2 separate regions of the Acanthopagrus latus genome follow, and region 2 is linked to region 1. A link is a contact called in public Hi-C data. All regions are on one chromosome and are shown on one strand. The core of a region is the stretch at or near the end of the contact, and the rest is flanking DNA. Distances in the headings are between cores, read along the strand shown.

What was found. Hi-C and Micro-C count contacts between places; a contact is called where the count stands out from the background.
Region 2: a contact with region 1 is called in a Hi-C map of muscle, with 6 times the contacts expected there. The contact joins the promoter of grm8b here to the promoter of LOC119024712 in region 1. A contact is called at or near these places in 2 of 4 Hi-C or Micro-C datasets (liver and muscle).

The regions. Positions count from the first base shown.
Region 1 is chr8:2,354,981-2,359,236 of fAcaLat1.1, forward strand. It overlaps LOC119024712 (prosaposin receptor GPR37-like), which reads right to left and starts at 2,168. Exons shown (of 2, transcript XM_037107733.1): 1 at 82-2,168. The coding sequence starts at 1,032. It overlaps pot1 (protection of telomeres protein 1), which reads right to left. Exons shown (of 20, transcript XM_037107729.1): 16 at 4,224-4,256; 17 at 3,992-4,074; 18 at 3,617-3,711; 19 at 3,360-3,465; 20 at 2,651-2,940. The coding sequence ends at 2,825.
Region 2 is chr8:2,527,066-2,531,321 of fAcaLat1.1, forward strand. grm8b (glutamate receptor, metabotropic 8b) reads right to left here and starts at 2,248. Exons shown (of 11, transcript XM_037107980.1): 1 at 1,495-2,248. It overlaps LOC119023941 (E3 ubiquitin-protein ligase TRIM21-like), which reads right to left. Exons shown (of 2, transcript XM_037106257.1): 2 at 3,569-4,256. The coding sequence ends at 4,130.

The DNA.
Region 1 (4,256 bases), core at 918-3,417:
CTCAACTGACATGTAACTCATGAGCACCATCATCAGCAACAACCACGGCGCCCTCCTCCCCTCCTCCCCCTCTCCTCTCACCTCCAGGTACGGGATGATCCGGCACGAGAACTCCCCCAGCAGCCAGTTCTTGGTGAGCTCGTGAAACACCACGAGCGGCAGGCAGAAGAAGATGATGACGAAATCCCAGAGCGCGAGGTTGGCCAGCAGCGAGTTGGAGATGCTCCTCATGTAGTAGTTGTGACACACGATGCACATGACCGACACGTTCCCGATGATCCCGACGCTGAAGATGAGGGCGGCGATGATCATGACCGCGTACGCGCCGTACGACTCCGCGGTGACCGGATAGAACGGGTTCTTCACCTGCTTCCGTCTGGTCCGCGTGTTCACCGGCACGAGCGGCGTGGTGTCGGGGTAGTCCGGCACGGAATACTCCTCCTCGTAGTCACTGGTGTTGAGTCCGAACGGAGGTTCGGCCTCTTGTTCCTGCGCCATGGCGGCGGGCAGATCTTCCCACGCGGTTCCGTCCTGCAGCGGCTCGCTCCGCTTCTTCCGGCCCGGTTTTGCTCTCCGTCTCTGCCGCCGGTGGTGTCCGCTCCTCCCGAGGCTACAGGTGCGTCCATGCGGGGTTTGTGTAAACACTTCACCCGGACGGCATCCACCCCTCCGCGCCTCTCCAGCCTTGTTAACATCCGTGCGTAAAGCCTCGTCTCCGGGTACAAGTCGGATGCGCCGCGCTCCATTTTGCGCATCGTTTTTACGCACAGTGCGTCGGGGTGCCGGAGTCCCCAGCCGCTCAGGGGGCGACGGGTTTACAGTATCCAGCCAAGAGGCCTGCGCCTGCGCCTGCGTCCTCCCATTGTCCTCCCCGGTGACTGTGCGCCATCTCCGGCTCTGCACATTCCTATCAGCGGCGGTGGATTCATAATGAGGGCTGAAAGTCGTCTTTGTTTTCCAGTGGAACTGACTCGCGACGGCCTCGCTGCAGAGCCACAAACACAGTAACCTCGAGAAGGGAAGCAGCAGCATCGTGTGGTTCTGTCTAACCCGTCAGATCAAACTGATGTGTGATCCGAAATGATCGATCCATCTCCGGTTTCTCATAATCAGTCCAAAGAATTTTAAAAAAGGATAAAAGTTTAAAATATTGACTTCAAACCGCCGCAAACGATCAGTTTTCCTTCATCTTTGCGCGCAAACAGCCTTCAAAAAGTCTCCGGTCGTGGGTAAGAGGGGCACCTGTCGGGTTTGGGTGCGTCCCGGAGCGACTCCAGTCAGGAGGCATCCCCAAAGAGATGCAGAGCAGAGCGGGAGGGGAAAAAGTCCTCAAAGCGGGCTCGAAAAAGGAGAGAAAAGCGTCCAGATCCTCCGCAGCTGAGGGTGGAGGTGTGGGGAGAGGTTTTTTTTTTAAAGGTCCACCTCCGTCACATGAAGCGCACACAGCCGCTCCGGAGCGCCGGGGGAGGACGCGGTGAAATGCGACCGGTGGAGACGCCGAGCCCCGACTGAGAGACAGAAGAGGACCCGAGAGTAGGAGGAGGAGGAAGAGGACATGAGGGAGGGGGTGAGGAAGAGGAGGAGGAGGAGGAGGAAGGGGGTCATCTGTGAAACCTGCTCTGATCCGAGAAGAACCAGTAACACTGAGCTGCAAACTGCGTTGGATCATCAAGTTTAGATGTTATATTTAGATTTAACGCACTTACCTAAAGGAAACTGTTGTAGATCGGCAGCTCATAAAACAAGCAGCAAACACATGTTGATTTTTAAGGAAGTTAAGTTTAGTCAGTTTCTATAAACAACTGGATCTGCAGATGTTTCACAGTAACAATCCTGCAGGAAATCCACTGTGAACTTTTCTTATTCGTACATTTTCTCTTCAATCTATTGTTTAATTACTAAAAGTTTTAAATAATGTTCCAGTTCGTCTCCGCAGCTTCAGTCCAGTGACTCAGAAACGTTTTAGTTTGTCACTCAAAGTCATGACAGGACGAGTGTTTGTAGGTCTTGTGCGCCCTCTAGTGCAAAGTCAGAGTATCACACCTGCACTGATCTGATCTGGTTTCACACATTTATACCTGAAGTCAGAGCCGGCTGCAGACTTTCTCAGATGAAAATGTTGTTGATCCTGTGTGTGTGTGTGTGTGTGTGTGTGTGTGTGTGTGTGTGTGTGTGTGTGTGTGTGTGAATACTTTGGGTCTCCTCTGGCCGCATGGTTTCATCCGTACTGACCACCTCGCTCTACTTCTGGTCTTCAGGTTTTTCTTCTTCGGGGCGTCTGCAGGAGAGAAACGTCATGAAATCATCATAAACACATAAATATATAAAGTCAAGTACTTTATTAGATGTGTAATACTGTCAGCTGACCAGCAGATGTCACAGTGACACCACAGATAACTAGAAGTTCTCTGAGTGACGAGCACAAAGTCACATTTAGACGTGTTTTATAAAATTCCCCTGCAGTAACATTAACAGTGTTTCATCGGACAGACTCATCCATCCGTCCATCCATCCGTCCATCCGTCCATCTATCCATATACAGCCACTAAAATATCCACAACTTCCTGAAAAAGTTATTCATTTTATTTTGAAAGATTCCTGCACAGGAAACAGCAGATATTTTTTGTTAAATACAGTCACGTGTCAGTTTTCTTACATTTTTGCAGCAACTTTTTTATTTACATTATTTATTTCTGCACAATAAATACAATAAAAAACAAAACAAAACACAAAAGTTGTGAAAACACAAAATGATCAAACAGAAACAGGAGTTTTTCAGCAGGACTCTGGTTTGATCTTTGACCTGCAGGTGGTTCAGGCGGGTTCAGGTTTGGAGTTTGGTGAAGGCGGTGTGACAGATCTGGTAGCAGGTTCGGTTCTGTCCCTCGTCGTCCGCTGCTCGGTACGCTGACAGACACAGATCGAGCCACGGACGCTCACCTGGGGACACACAAACACACCTGACAAACAACCTCGCACGTGTGTGTTTATATGTGGCGGACCCTGCCACCCTTCCAGCTTTAAACACAGTTCTGGGACCTTATTTTTCTCTGAGAACAGTTTTTTTTTATTCACTCATGGAAAAACTTAATATTCCTGATTTTGAATTATGTCATTAATGTTGTAAATATTAAAGTTCTATGTTTGAATTTCATTAACAACAAAAAAAAACAAAAAAAACCACAGTGCCCCTTTAAACTCTTTTGGCTCTGTTTGGAGTGAACACCCGAGCGTCTCGTCTTAGCAGAGGATTAAACATCTTATTCCTGCGTACGATGTATTTTACAGAATACTTTGTCTTGTATTCATTTGACAGCTGTTCATTTCTCTTCACTATGATACTTAAGTGACGGACGTACCGGTGCCGCCGTCTGGTGAAGAGAGGGAGTCCATTGTTTGACGAATCCTGTCCTGAGCCTCCTGATTGGCTGCTGCGTCCTCCGCCGACACACTGAAGAACAACTCCTGAAGACAGACACCAACCTTCATCATCATCATCGTTAACTTTTACTTTGAAATCATTCAGCAGTTAAACAAACTTCAGACTGCTTCCTGCATCGTTTACGTGACGGTCCAGACCAGCAGGACTTTAGATGACGTGCTTTTTGAAACTCACGGCGTCTCTCCACAGGAAGACCTCCAGCGTGTCGGTGGCGTCCTGCAGCTCGAGCTTCATCAGCAGGCAGAACTTCAGCAGCTGAACACCGAGAGCTGCAGACCGAAGAACCAGAGACACTTACAGCATGATTCATTTCAGAGGAAAACAAACCGGCTAGATCAGACCTGAGATCAGCAGAGGTGGGAAGACAAGGAGCCTTTCACAAAACTTGTGAAGTTTTATCACATTTGAAAAAACTGATTTTAAAAGAAGCTGATGACTTTTGAAGCAGCAGAACAAGCAGAAAACACATTTCTGGCATTTTCCAGTGGGAGTTTTATCTCCACCTCCTCAGTTTCCTCTGACAGAGAGTCAAAGAAAACTCTCTCTCACCTTCTGCAACGATCTTCTCATCGATCAGCTCGACTCCTTCAGCAGACGGTTCCCTCAGAGCGGCCTGAGAGCAGCGACGGCACCTACGACACAAACGGGAAGTCAAGGAATCCCTGGTATTTAATACATCTTTTAACACTTTTGACATGAAATATCCTCCTGACACCAGCACTCATCGCTCGATTTGGAGAAATTGTCACCAAGAGTTCAGAGTGTGAAGTTCACCTCTCACCCGTAGTATCTCTTCCTGCCTCTGAACAGGAAA
Region 2 (4,256 bases), core at 998-3,497, 170 kb after region 1:
ATTCATTCATTACTTTAAATTATATCATCATTATGTTTTTGGGGATACAAATGTTGCTCACTTTGGTCCAGAATGAAACATCTCGACTTCTGTTTGATGAACATTCATGATTCCAGAGGATTAATACTGATGACTGATGGTCCCTGTTTTTCCTTTTCTTGTGGAATATCTCAACATCCAGGTAAATAACACAAATCAAACCTTGTCTCTCTTTCAATGGGGCGAGGAATAAAATGAAGACAGTTGATAATAATAGTTATTATGTAACGTGAGGTTTGGTTGGTGGCGATTGGACGACTCTTGATATGAAGAGACTTTTTCTTCTTGCACGAATTAAGAACGTTAAATCTGGACACATCTGTGGAAGCTGATATCTACAAAAGCAGCCCAGGTACGATAATACCTGGATCTTCTATGTTGTGGGGCCTATAACCAACCTCTGGCTTAGTGCATGATTTACTTGAATGGGGATAAAATAAAAATGTTGTGACACTCAACAAAATGTATCCAGTGTTTTACAGACCATCTTTCACAATGTTTAATACCACAGTGCATCACATATACAAAATAATTCTGCAAAAGTTGGTTTCAAAACTTCACAACCGCTTCGAACTGACTCGCTCGACTATCACAACTTGAGCCATTCGGTCCAGTAAAATTCAGAAACTCTTCAAGCGCTGAAAGACTTAATTATTTTATCCCTGTTCACGTCGGCAAGGCACAAAACCTTCGCCTCCATGGCTGTGTTAAGGTTTAAACATAACATCCTCTGAACCAACCAATCAGGAGCTAACAGGAAACCAGAGAGGCAGATTCAACAGGTCAGTGTAACTAGCTTGTAAATATAAATAAACAGTTAGCTGTGAACGCTTTGTATATATATATTTTGAGCAAAAACTCAAACCTATGAATGAACTTAACTTCAAAAATATACCAATTAGATTTACACCTGAAGCTTCTGGTTATATTTAGGGGAGCTGTGCAAAACGTGAGAATATGATCTATCTGCAAAACTTTCCAAAAATTCCCAAATCTCCCTCTCTCTCTCTCTCTCTCTCGCTCTCTCTCTCTCTCTCTCTCTCTCTCTCTCTCTCTCTCTCTCTCTCTCTCTCTCTCTCTCTCTCTCTCTCTCTCTCTCCCTCTCTCTCTCTCTCTCTCTCTCTCTCTCTCTCTCTCTCTCTCTCTCTCTCTCTCAGGCCAATTACAGTAAATGACGTTAAAGACGCGCACTCCAAATCTAAGAGGCAAAATGCGCGCAAGACATGCATAGTAATGTGCGCAACACCTGCGCGCACACATGGACGCTCCTCAGAGGTGCGAACACAGACTGACGTTTGGTTTGATTACACACACACACACACACACACACACACACACACACACACACACACACACACACACACACACACACACGATGTGAATGGTGATAAAGATTGAATCTGCATGCAGCGGTCTGTAAACCTGTTGTAGATTGGGAGTGTTGTGTTCAGGTACCTTCTCTCTCCGCAGCAGGAGCAGGTGTTTCCTCTGTGTCACAGGTCACACAGATGTTTTCTGTCTCCAGCTGTTCGTCACATCACACAAACATTTTCCTCTAAATTCCTCCGCGGGGACTCGATCCTGCGCCGCGTCAGCATCCATCAACCAAAAAGAATTGAAAGAAAATCCAAATCCACTTTTTTTTTTTTGTCACAGAGCGCAGAGTTGCTCCTGGTCCCGACAGACGGAGAAGCGGTAAATTCCTTTGAGCAGCAGCTCTCAGATGCTCCGGATCACCTGCGGGTGTCGGTTCGACTCCCCGCCGCCCAGAGCCCGGGTCCCTGTCCTCCCACAGGCACAGTGCTCGCTCTCAGATCAGTGTGTCTGGCTGCTCACCACAGTAAAAGAAAAGACGCGCTCACATCAGGGTGGAGTGCTTACAGAGGACCGGAGTCACTGACGCGCTCTGCTCCCGCTCCTCGCAGCTCTCCAAAGTGCGCGGTGCGACGCGGCGCGGCGCGGCTGTCCTGCGTCACAGGGAACACGGGAGGCTCCGGGGCTCATCACACCGGGCTGATGGGAGTCTGAGGGTCTCATCAAGTTCCCCCCGGGCGCAGAGCCGAGCTCGGGTCTGATCCTGGTCCCGGTGGATGGGGAGAGGGCACCCTGAGAGGAGGAGGAGGAGGAGCGCGTGTGCGGCTCGTGCGGCCACAGATGAAGTTAATGAGCTTCATCATCACGCAGCCTGTTGGAGAAGCTGCCGAGAGGCGCAGCAGCAGAGGTGGAGGCAGGACGCCACCCAGCGGACAAACACCGCAACTGCACACAGACACCTGCTGCGGTTCTTCATGGCTGCGTCACACACATCGGCTTTATATTGATCTGCGTCACTGTGAACAGGCTGATCGATTGATGCTTAAACATGCAGTGATGGAATTAAAGTACATTTACTCAAGTGATGTGCTTAAGGTAGAAAATGTGAACTTTATGTCCATTTTCTGCTTCAGTACTTTATCTGCTTATTTTATTTTTTACTCCACTAGATTTATTTGTTAACTTTAAATCAATGTGTTGAAGATCCGACTCAATAATCATCCAGGTTGATAAGCAATCGAAAAATGGCGTAATGCAGAATTGATTTTTATCTGCACTTTTGATGTTTAACTGTGATATCAGGTATGTTCTGACTTCTGCATAGGAGAAAGGAAAAAAACACACAATTTAGACAAACTCATAATGCTGGAAATTCAGAGATAAGGATAAAGTAAGGTGGTATGAAGACGCCTTCAGTCACAGCACTTTCCTTTTATTCCATGTTGACCCCAGAACATCAGCTGATGTTGATCCTGGAAAGATCTCTGCCAGCACAGAACAACAACAGATAAAACCTCACTATTTGCAAGATTGCAGTGCTGGTGTCTTCATGTGTCCATCATGTAAAGATTTGTCTCTTTTGGAAACAACATCTGTGTGTCACTATATCCCATCATGATATCCCATCACACTTGCGTGAGAAACACAGGTAAACACAAACGTTCCTTCGGTCAAACTCTTCTACAAACTGATATACACAAATACAAAATGATGTGACGTAAGTGATAAGACTGTGTGGATGCATGTTGACATTCAAATTTTACATTTAGTAGACGTTCTTGTCCAAAGCAGCTTGCAGTAATTCATACACTGGTGGTGGTGGTTCCCATGCAAGGTGCCAACCAGCTCATCAGGAGCAGACTGGGGTTCAGTATCTTGCCCAACAACTTTTTGACTTGCACACCAGGGGAATCGATCTAACAACCTTCCAATAACAACACACTGGCTCCACCCCTGAGGATGGATAAGCTGTAAAAGTAGTCACCATTGCTGATGAACATCTGTCAGACGTGACTCAGGCAGAAATGCTCACAGACGAGGTCGTCTTTTAAAGTTTCATTCAGTTCAGTCACCTTCACCAGCGTCCTTCTGCACTCTGGTGACCAAATGAAACAGACCACAGCTTGAGTTAGACTGTGGATTTCTCTGGGTTTATCATTGATGGAATAAAAAGGGATAATGTAAGTACACAACTCAACAAAATATATCACAATGGTCTTGTTGTTATGAGTCATTTTAATGCAGAAATGTTTTTATTATATCTCTCAGGACAGTCGTTCTACTGATCAAGCTGAATATTTCACATCACGTATCTGTTTACCTGCTGTCTGAAACAATGCACCATTCAACCGATACATTCACACACAAATCACCATTTTCATATTTCATATTTTACTACCTGAAAACCATATTTTTTTCTTCATTTTACGAGCACTCGCACTCTCTCTAATGATATTCTGCTGAGCTGGACTGTTTTCTCATCTAACACAGTTCATAGTCACGTTGAAACAACGAAACTGAAATGAATATGACACTTTATATACACGACCAAAAATTAGTTTGGGACATTTTAGTGTTTCACTTGATTGTTTAAAACATTTTGAAATAGGCACTGGGACATTTAAGGATTCAACAAATGCTTCGTAGTTTGGAGTACAGAGAGTCAGTGCGACAGTCAATGTAACATCAAACAACAACACAAGAAAAATTTAAAAATGTATAAATCAGAATCGGATCATCAATAAGGCACACCCGTTAATATCATATTATCGTTGCTCTACTCAGTGTGACTGACGGGAGTGATGATCAGCGGGGCAGAGTTTTTACCGTCCTGATTACTAGAGGGACTGAAGAACGGGTAGAGTCTCTCAGTGAAGCAGCAGCCAGTGATGGAGTAGAAAAGA